Linked DNA regions of Mus musculus: region 1 is linked to region 2. Evidence: chromatin contacts called from public Hi-C data. All regions are on one chromosome and are shown on one strand. Each heading gives the region's core, a stretch centred on a gene start, on an enhancer-like site or on the middle of the called end of the contact. The rest is flanking DNA. Distances are from core to core; before and after follow the strand shown. Region 1 overlaps Gpc6 (glypican 6). Region 2 overlaps Gpc6 (glypican 6).

Evidence for each region. Hi-C and Micro-C count contacts between places; a contact is called where the count stands out from the background.
Region 1: a Hi-C map of adipose-derived mesenchymal stem cells shows a contact between it and region 2, with 2.1 times the contacts expected there. The contact joins two enhancer-like sites. A contact is called at or near these places in 6 of 484 Hi-C or Micro-C datasets (the HPC-7 cell line, the N1E-115 cell line, adipose-derived mesenchymal stem cells and 3 more), 1 of 115 datasets of contacts at active chromatin or transcription factors (embryonic stem cells) and 1 of 9 other capture datasets (embryonic stem cells).

Annotation. Positions count from the first base shown.
Region 1 is chr14:117,928,896-117,934,104 of GRCm38.p6, forward strand. The region is part of intron 6 of Gpc6 (glypican 6); the gene reads left to right. Among named protein-coding and RNA genes, the nearest start is that of Gm52110, 22 kb to the left of the region's middle. Within about 2 kb of position 1,851, at least 140 of the 459 cell types and tissues checked have an H3K27ac peak or open chromatin away from gene starts, as enhancers often do. A contact at or near this core is called in adipose-derived mesenchymal stem cells, where this site is marked.
Region 2 is chr14:117,679,030-117,684,437 of GRCm38.p6, forward strand. All of the region lies in intron 4 of Gpc6 (glypican 6), which reads left to right. Among named protein-coding and RNA genes, the nearest start is that of Gm52111, 100 kb to the right of the region's middle. Within about 2 kb of position 2,717, at least 25 of the 459 cell types and tissues checked have an H3K27ac peak or open chromatin away from gene starts, as enhancers often do. A contact at or near this core is called in adipose-derived mesenchymal stem cells, where this site is marked.

The sequences.
Region 1 (5,209 bases), core at 601-3,100, 250 kb after region 2:
GCAGGTGTTGAAGCTCTGTGCTGGGAAACATCTCTGAGCCTGGCTACTTGTCAGAGTGGGGAAAGTAGACTAACTGTGGTCATGGCACCTGTAACCTCAGCACTGGGAAAACAGAGGCAGGGGGATTGCTGGGAGTTCAAGGCCAACCTGATATGCACAGTAAGTTACAGACCAACCAGGGATACATTGCAAGACCCTGTACTACACAAAGAAAACCAAGGGGAGGAGCAGCCACAGCACACAGAGCAATTTGAACAGGGCTCACTCATCCGAGCTATGCATTCACACTGGCATCCCACCGTGGATCCTGCTGTAAAAATTTTATATGTCTTATATATACATGTTTTTATATATGTGCCTTAACTGTGTCTTTTGGAGAAAGTGATACAATTCAAAGACATATATGTGTATGTAAGATATCTATTGATCTCCCTGTTCTATACAGAATGGAATGAAAGATCCATCTTGTGGAAGTGCCTGGAAGGAAGAATTGGTACACAGAGGCAGTGGGGCATCTTCTAGGACAGTCTGGGAAGCTAGAAAACACACAAGAAAAAGCTGATATCTCAGCAGAAGGTGAAGGATAAACAGGAGAGGATACAGAACAGGAGTCGGCAGTAGGCAAGAGATCCACAGACAAATGTCACCCTCTCAGGCACAGGGCTAACTGTGCATGAGTGTCTGACATTAGTAGACTGTGACTTTTAAAAAGCATAATGGTTGTGGTCTGAAGAGATGGCTGGGTTGGTAAAATGCTAGCTGTGCATGAGGACCTGGGTTCTATCCCGCAGAACCCAGCAAGTAAGCTGGGGAAATGTGCACCTATGTAGCACCAGAGTTGGAGAAATGGAGGCAGGAGGCTCATGGGGCAGACAGACTAACCCAACTGGTTAGTTAGCTCCTGGTCCAACCAAGAGATCCTGTCTCAAAATAGAACTCGAGAATGATTAATGAAAATATCCAACATAGAGAGAGAGAGAGAGAGAGAGAGAGAGAGAGAGAGAGAGAGAGAGAGAGAGAGAGAGAGAGAGCGCAGACTTTCCGGGCAGGGAGCAGGTGAGTTTGCATTTATGTTTCAGTGCCTTCTGCACTCACTTCCTGTACCCCGCACATATTAGCACACGGCTCTCTCACAGAAAAGGCCAGCAGCACCTACTCAAACCAGAAACACAAAGGAGAAAGGTGAAGAGTGGGAGGAGCCCCATAAAGACAGAGTCATAATAATAATAAAAAGTCTATGGATGGCAACTTTCCCCCAAGCTTCCATAAAACACCGCCTAGGGACACAGATCCCCAGCGAGCCCTCTGCATTCTTCTGCTTAATGAGAATTTCTGAGAACCAAATCTGCCCAGAGTGAATCCTCAGGAGGCAGTGCTTTATACAGCTGTCCCATGTCACACTGGTTCTGAGACAGACCAGCTCCTGAAGTCCCAGTGTCTTCTGTGGGAACACAAAACTATAGGAAAGTGATGGGAGGCTCCAGGGAGTTAAGATGGCACATCTGGGCCCGTGATTGAGCCTCTAATTCACTCAACCACAATCTCCCTAGGGGTGGGGGGTGGGAACTCGCTTCCTTATCCCCCCCCCCAAAACCAAGAGGAATAGCAATCAGCCCTTGCCTGAATAGGGAGGTCAGCTCAAATGACAAAAGCTCCTAAAGAATGTGAATCTGTGGCTAGGTCACTGGTCTGAGCTGCCCTCCATGACCTCGGCCCACCACGCTAACTCCCTCGGTCTCAGATTTAAATAAAAATAACCAGACATGAAACAGTGAAGAGCTGTTACTAAGGGAATCGGATCCTTGGTAGCGTATCCTCATGAATTTCCCTGATGGGGTTGAGTCAGCACTGGATGTCTCAGAAACATTCCAGACGATTTCGAAGAGGCAAGGGCAGACGGGTAATTAAACCACACAGTCAGGAAGCCTTGGAAACAGAGAACAAAGGGCGAGGGAAGGAGAAGAAAAGAAACATAGACAGCAAAACAAGACCCAGAGGTGGGAAACCAGGGTTCGGTGGTGGCAGGCTGGGGCTTCCTGGGATGCTGCGCGCCCTTCTTCTATGCTCCTCTGTGTTTACTGAAGAGTGGCTTTTGCCCTCTCTGCAGAGCCTCAAGGCTGAGGAAAGGTGTAAGGGCTGTATGTAGGCAGTTGGTCTGGAGATGGCTCCACCTTTAAGGAAATAGGCTGAGGAAACAGATGAAGGCAGTCTGGCAATGCTGTCAGGAAGGGGATTGGGTTGGCCTACAGCTCCCTGGGCCACTCCCTGCGCTCCTCAGGCTGAGACACTCAGCACTGCTACTCAGCAGTAAGATTGTGTTGTATGAAACGAAGAAGCCAGGGCGAAACTGCATACAGGCAGATGGGGCTGGTGGCTTCTCTGTGCTCCTGAAAAGTCATTCTCCCTTGTCACCAGCCTGCTCCACCCTGGAAGCCTGATGAGTCAGTGTATCCAAGGCCTCTAAGGGCTCCAGCTAGTCTTGGCCTGAGGAGGCATCACAGAAGCGAAGAGAGGAGCGCGAGGTCTCCCATGTTCCCCACTTGGTCCTATAAAACTGCAGCACATTGGCAGAGCACAGCTGGAAGCCAGTTTCCCTTCTAAGCCTATCCAGGGCTCCTGCCACACACACACACACACACACACACACACACACGGGCACACACACACACACGGGCACACACACACACACACACACACACCATCACGAAGCATGCCGTTCTTGAGCTGAGGCTCTCTGTGATGCTGCTCTGCTGTGGACCAGGAGCCAGTGCATCTGTCCAGACAGCCCTGCAGTCTGCCAAGAGACCCACTTCCACATCTTTACCCAAACCTTGTTTTTTCGTAACTTTACTATGTGACAAACCATGAGCGTTTGTAACGGGAGATTGCTTCATCCTCCCTCATCCCCAGACCCTGGAGAAAACGAGATGCTTCTCCTCAATTGGGGATTTGGGAGAGAAAAATAAAATAAAACAATCCAGATCTGGGTCGGCAAAAAGCCTGCTTGCTGAGTGTAATGAGGCCTCTCTGCTAATTAACACGTTCCTGTGGAAAAGGCAAGTGTGAGAACATATATATCCCTCTCTCGACGGCGCCATCGCAAATTCCGTAAAGCATCACTTATCCCTTCGACCTGGAGCAGGGAGCACACATACTGAAAATTAAAATTCCAGAAATTGTCTGAAACGCTCAAAATTCAACAAGTCACCTGACAGCACTAGTTAAACTTCTTGGGCTGTTAATTAGCATAGACATTAGCATCCACGTATTCCACCGACCCTGGATCAAAAAATATTAAAAAATTAAAAAAAAAAAAACATACTGTTCCGAACATACGAGGACCTCTTCATCGCTATTCCCTAAATCAGTGTAACAACTGTTTACACAGTGTTCACGTTGGACAGGGAATACTAAGCAACCTGAGCTTAGAACTATGAACGGGACTGGGCGTGGCTCGGCAGTAGACTAAACAATAGGCGTGGTGCCTGAAATTCCAGCATTAGGGAGGTAGAAGCATAAGCATCACATGTTCGAGGCCATCCTCCACTACATGGTGATTGGTCGGGGCCATCCTCCACTACATGGTGATTGGTCGGGGCCATCCTCCACTACATGGTGATTGGTCGGGGCCATCCTCCACTACATGGTGATTGGTCGGGGCCATCCTCCACTACATGGTGATTGGTCGGGGCCATCCTCCATTACATGGTGATTGGTCAGGGGCCATCCTCCACTACATGGTGATTGGTTGAGGCTATCCTCCATTACGTGGTGATTGGTTAAGGCCAACCCCCACTATAAAGTGATTGGTTGAGGTTTTCCTCCACTCTGTAGTGATTGGGTGAGGCTATCCTCCACTATAAGGTGATTGGTCGAGACCATCCTTCTCTACATACTAATGGGAGGACTTGCCCTTGTTCAATCCTTCTACTTTATCCTTTTTAACCAGAAGAGTACAAGGAATGGTAGAACATACGGATGGATGAAAAATTTCAGCCCAGCCTACTCCCCAGCTTCTCTCGGCCTGCAGAATCTTTGCGTGGAAGGATGAAGAGGATGTGGAAAGGGAGAAAGGAAAGACATCTCTCTCAGCATACTAAAAAAATACTTCTCGGGGCTGGTGAGATGGCTCAGTGGGTAAGAGCACCCGACTGCTCTTCCGAAGGTCAGGAGTTCAAATCCCAGCAACCACATGGTGGCTCACAACCATCCATAACAAGATCTGACTCCCTCTTCTGGAGTGTCTGAGGACAGCTACAGTGTATTTACATATAATAAATAAATAAATATTAAAAAAAATACTTCTCAGTAGCATGGGCAAAGGTTTGAGCAAGCGGGGAGTCTTGAGAGGAAAGCAGTTCTAAGAAGCTGCAGCTAACTGAAGTGCAAAGTGTGCTGTAGAGGTGCTAGCTAGCTAGCTTGTGACAGGTGTGGCCAGCACCATGCCTATCTCTCGGTCATTAGCAGCCAGACCACCGCTCAGCTGGGCGGTACCCCCAGAATCATTCCATTCCTTTTTGTCCTCACCTGGGCAGTTCTGTCACCTTCCATGGATATTCAATGGAAAAAGGTCTAGCTGCTGCAAACTACAGGCAATTCAGTCTTATGAGCTCTCTCTGCTCACGTAGGTTTTCCAGTCCTGTGGGATCTGCTGGGATCCACCCACTCCTCTCGCAATAGTGCCTACCTCTGTAACCTAGGCACTTCCGTTTCAATGATTGCAAAATACTTTCCAAGCCCAAGAGGACCCTATCCACATGAGACGTTGAATATGAAGATCACCTTCTTAAGGCCTTGACCCATCCACTCACCGCATCACACATTCCTTCCTGTTTTCTCTCATTTTAACTGGCTTCATGCAGAAATCACTTGTTTTGGTTGGAAACACACAGGCATGCACACATGTGCACATACACACACACACCATACACACATGCACACGCTACCAACAACAACAACAATAGCGACACTGTGGCCCCTCCACATGGACTCCTTTTTCCCTCCAGTTCTTACGAACCTTAACTTTGCACCATGCCACACTTTTGATGTTCATACCTCAAAGGGAGGCATGATGTGCTTCTCATCAGTCTAGCTCCTGTGCCTGATGAAGTACCCCACATAGAAATCATGCTTAGTGGGTGATAATTAATAGAATGCATGAGCACAGCCATACAGCCAGTGCTGTTCCCTTAGAGAGGACAGCTCATAC
Region 2 (5,408 bases), core at 1,467-3,966:
CTTTTTTGTTTCTTATGTTTTCTTTTTAATCAGTATATAATGTTGTATTAGTTACTTTTTTGGTGCTGTGATAAATACCAAACCAAAATTGAGGAAGAGGGAAGAGCAGGAGGAAGAGGAGGAGAAGGAGGAGGAAGAGGAGAAGGAGAAGGGGGGGAGGAGGAGGAGGGGGAGGAGATAGTATGCTGAGAAAAACCCTCAAAGCCAGCCCCGATGTTGTACTTCCTTGGATGAGGCTTTGTCTTTTTATTTATTTATTTATTTATTTATTTTGAGACAGTGTTTCTCTGTGTAGCCCTGGCTGTCGTGGAACTCACTCTGTAGACCAGGCTGGCCTCGAACTCAGAAATCCGCCTGCCTCTGCCTCCCAAGTGCTGGGATTAAAGGTGTGCGCCACCACCACCGGGCAAGGCTTTGTCTTACAGACTTCATGGCATCCTCAAACAGCACTACCACTGAGCACAGAATGTTCTGTCTGTTACAGGAGCCTATAGGAGACATTTCTCATCCAAAACACCACAAATGTATTAAATCTCATTCCGGCACTTTTAAAACAAGGTGTATCTTTGGAAATTAGTTGCCTGGAGACCACTTGGAATGGGTTTCTTATGACACAATAGAGGACAGGAATAGCATCCTTTCTACCATATCTTTTGCTCTCTGTTTCCTTAAATAACGCTGTTGTGAAAATACATGGAAAATGCATTTAGTGTTTATTGGTTACCCATCCTTAGAATTAAAACTTCAATAACATGTGGTGACTTACTTCCTAAGTTCTAAATAGTAACTTCCAGTGGGTTATTGAAGACAATAGTGGCTCGTTCTTCCTATGAAGCCCCTGAATTCCTTTTCTCTTTTGTTCTAGTTTTCTGTCTTTCTTCCTTTGCCTGTTTTTTTTTTTTTTTTTTTTTTTTTTTTTTTTTTTTTTTTTTTTTTTTTTTAGAATGACCAAATATGACTTTCTCTTGTGTGGACTTTCAAATGTCCTTGTCCATCTGACCTAGTCACTTACTCATACTTTGTTGTTGACAGAAGCTTCAGGGCAGCATTAAACAGTGATTCCCCAGCAGCATGCAGTCGTGTCCTTTGTGAGTCACTTCTTTCCCAAGGTCCTGGGTGATATGGGACAGTAAGTGACAGGGAGCTGGCATTCAAGTGGGTTTACCACCCTGCAAGGGCAATCTGAGAGAACTTGGCTTAAGTGAGGTCAGGTGGATCGAAACATGAAGCCTGGCCTCCTGTCACTGCACGCTCTAGACAAGCCATCACATGAGGTTTTGGTTTAGGTTTTTTGTTTTGGTTATTGTTGTTGTTGTTGTTTTAACAAGGGACTTCTATTAAAGATAATATTCTGCATGCTTTAGTAAAACTATAAAACGTTTCCAATGGCTTCCTAGAAATACAGGGGAGGAAGGGTATTATAACCTAGTTAACAGAAAACTGGGACCCAAGGATAACACTAGCTTCACGAAAGGCCAGAATGAAACATGTCAGGAGCTGAAATCTGAGACATGTGATAAACTGTAACTCATGCAACTGTATTTTCACACTTTCTATACAAAATACAAATGATCACCAGAAACCCTAAGAGTCCCAACCTCAAAGAAAAGTGATCTCGGGGTGAATGAAAGCAAAGGGCTTTGTCTGATAACTGCGTTAATAGGAAGCAATTTTCTAGTGAGTTATTATGAATAAAAATGGCAGGTTTATTTATTTAATCAATATTGGCCTTTGATTATTATTTGGGGTGAGGCTTGCCTATGACAGAGGACAGCTTTCAATAATCAATCATTTTCTTCTACGTTGTAGCAATAGGGTTCCTCTTGTTTTAGCCATGTGGCACTGTCTGGGTTAGATGGCCTGGGAACTTCTGGGTGATATTCCTGTCTGGCCACCCTCATGACTTTAGGAACACTGGGGTGCAGATTAGTACTGTCCATCTGGCTTTGTATGTGGGTTTTGGACTTTAAACTCAATTCACCAGGTTTTCATGATAGTGTTTGTACCATAACGCCCACACAGAGACTTGTGTCTTTATGTACCAGACCATCTTCATAGTAGCGGAAGGAAAGGTAAAACCGTTAATTACCTTGCCTTAAAACTGACTTTAGTTTTGTCCTATAGTTGCATACTCCATGAAGCACACTGGAAAATAAGATAAAGTCTGACCTTGAATTGAGAACTAACTCAAGACAGATTTTGGAAAAGGGAAACATTCCTTGACGATTTATTGAATTATAAAGAAGAAAGCTCAGCTCCTGCACTCTGACACACAGACAGCCGGAATGAACGGGTGGTGTTGGAAGGTATTCAGACACATCCCCTCTTGGGGAAATAGATGAATGGGTAGACCTAAGAAATTCTGCCTTTCATGTTTGGAGATAAGCCAAGAATCGGGCAGAGGGCTGCAAGCCATTGTAAGTGTCAAAGCCTGTGTGTGCTGGGAAAGAGAGCAGAGCCAAGGCATGTAAAACAAGGCCAGCATGATTAAGTCAACTCTGAAGAATAGAATACACACCAGGCCTCAGAAACAGAAGCAAATTAGAAGAAAAAAATGTGGCTTTTAGCCAGGATAGCGTAGAAAGCAGGAACAGGACTGAAATGTTTCAAGTATGTGTGATTAACTACTTGAAACCACAGAAGAAACCTTATGTGTCTCAACGATGCACCATGCAGCAGGCCCTGTCACTCTCCCTGCCTCAACTGTGGACACCATGCCTAGCAGGCTGTTGATAAGGATAATGACTGCTCAGGAGAGATTTAGTAGCCTGCCAAAGGTCACTTAGTTCATACATCATAAATCAGATCCTTATGGCTTCGGACCTAATGGTTCCTTAATGCCTGGTTCCCTTCACTGGGGATAAATGACCGAAGGGGAAATAATCCATCTTTCTGTATGTGACTCTAACCTTGGTATCCTTTGACTTTGCTGTGCTTCGGGATCTAGTACTACATCAGAACTGGAACTGTGAGGATCTTGAGAGATCCCTAGCAGCAGTCATTTGTGGTCACAGGAGCAGCTTATAGAGTGTTGTTGGTCTGGCTTTTTACATCTTCTCCAGCCAATGCCTTGAACACTCTGCTAATGTGGAAGGGCATCTTGTGTAAGAGATAGCCGAAGCCTATGAGCTTTTCCAGGAGACCTTCTGTTGCACTAGGACATCCAAAGGTTAGCAGGAGCCTAAGCCTCCATTCCTCCTTTGAGAAACAAACCATGTCCACTGTTAACTTTGAGCTGAGACATTATTATTTAACATAATGATTATAAATAATAAGAGTGTGACATCAGGTGAATGCTTAAAAAGCAACTATATGAATTATAAAGAATAGTTATATTTTATTACCCTTATATGAAGTTTACCTTAATATCTTAAGTTTTAAGAGAATTCATAGGAACCTTTAGGGAGAAAAAAAAAGGGATATGTAAATTTTACTGCCGAGTATAGCATCTTTATTGGCAGAAGCCAGAGAAGATTCAATCCTGATTCTGACAGGATTTATTATTATGGTTATTTTACATTAACCTTTAAATTATTATATGTATAATATGTTTTAAACATTCATGCACTGTAGAATATTGGCAAGTATCACCTTAGATATTTATTGTCTATAAGAACATGAAGCATTAATATATCATCAACTATATGACAAATCTCTCGAACTCACTCTAATCTAGCAGTCCTCAAATGGGTGTGACCCCTTTGGGCTAAATTGCATGTTATGAATCAACAATGAAACATTTCTATGGTTGATGGTTGCCACAACATTAGAAAGGTTGGGAACCACTGCTCTAACATTTGACCAACATCTTACCGCCTCCCTCAACTACACCCAGCCACAGCCACCTTTCTCCTCTTTACTTCTACACAATCAATTTTCCGCGTTTTCAGTATGAGGGGGAACATTTGGATTTTCTCTTACTGTGCCTGGCTTATTTCATTTAACACAATGCCCTTCAATTTCATGCACACAGACACTCTGGACAGCAGCCCTTTTCAATCGCCAAACCGCATTGTGTTGCATCTAGATATCCCATTCTATTTCGCTGTCTATTTGATGGACCCTGGGACTCCTTGTATCAACTAAACTGTGATGAAGAAAACTCTACAGATTCGTCACAGCCGGTTTTATTTCATTTGGATATAGCATCCATGATGAAACCAAAGAGTGAAACGTAAAGGTTCTGCTTTTATGTTCTCAGGGTTGTGTTGTTGTTGTTTGTTTGTTTGTTTGTTTATAATTTTTTTGTCTTGCCAGCTTGTATATATGTGCACTACCCACAAGTATGATGCCCATAGAGGCCAGAAGAGGGCATTGAAGTTACAGGTAGTTGTGAATTGTCGCATAGATGCTGGGACCAGAATCCATTTCATTGCCAAGTGCTCTTAGCTGCTGAGCCTTTCTGCGGCTTCATGATAGTTCAGTTCTTATACTTTTGAGAAATCTCTACCACTTGCACACATCAGTGGCACCTACTTGCATCCTGCAGACTGTCTACAGGGTATGTCCCCCACTTGCTAGCCTGCACATTTTATATTTGACTTTTGCGAATAACCATTATTTCAGCAGTACAAATAGGTCTTGTTGCTTCTCTTTTTTCATTTCTCACATAAAATTAGTGAAAGTGCATATTTTGGTTTGGTTTGGTTTGGTTTGGTTTTGGCCATCTGTTGTCATACAGACAGAAATCTGATTCAGGCCATTTCTCCATTTATAAATGTGTATTCTTCTTTGGACTTACATGAATTTCTTATGTTTTTGAGGATATTAACCTCTTCTCAGGCATCTACTTTAGTTATATTTTCCCATCTTTTCTCTTTTTGTTGTGTTTATTGTCTCATTTGTGATGTACAAGTGTGTGTGCGCGTGTGAGTGTGCGTGCGTGTGTGTGCATTCGTGCATGCGTGTGTGTGTGTGCGCATGTGTGTGTGTGTGTGTGTGTGTGTGTGTGTGTGATTTAATCCGATTGACCTCCTTTTCCTTAAGATTTATCAAGAAAGTTGCTCCCCCTTCCTTCAATATAGTTTTACATTCTAACAGAATAGAACAGAGTTTGCAAACTAAAATTTGGGAACAAATATCTAGATATGCTATTTGTAAAAATTACTTGATGTTTTCTGCTCTGGGACTTACTTATTAAACACTTTTATCTGCTCGGAGGCCGCTGGTACCCGAGAGTTCTCTATCCAACCCATAATTGAGTTTGTTGGAATTGATGACATTATCCAGCATATCCTCTCTTGCCAGGGACGTAAGGAGCTGGAGCACGTCAGGCTTAATCAGTTTTATTCAGCTATGCTCGGCTACTTAATAAAGGGCACAGATGTCAGCATCCCCAAGTTCTCTGCTAAACTTTTCCAATTCAATTGCTTAAGAACGTTGTTGGATAGCAATCCCAGAGCTGCTAT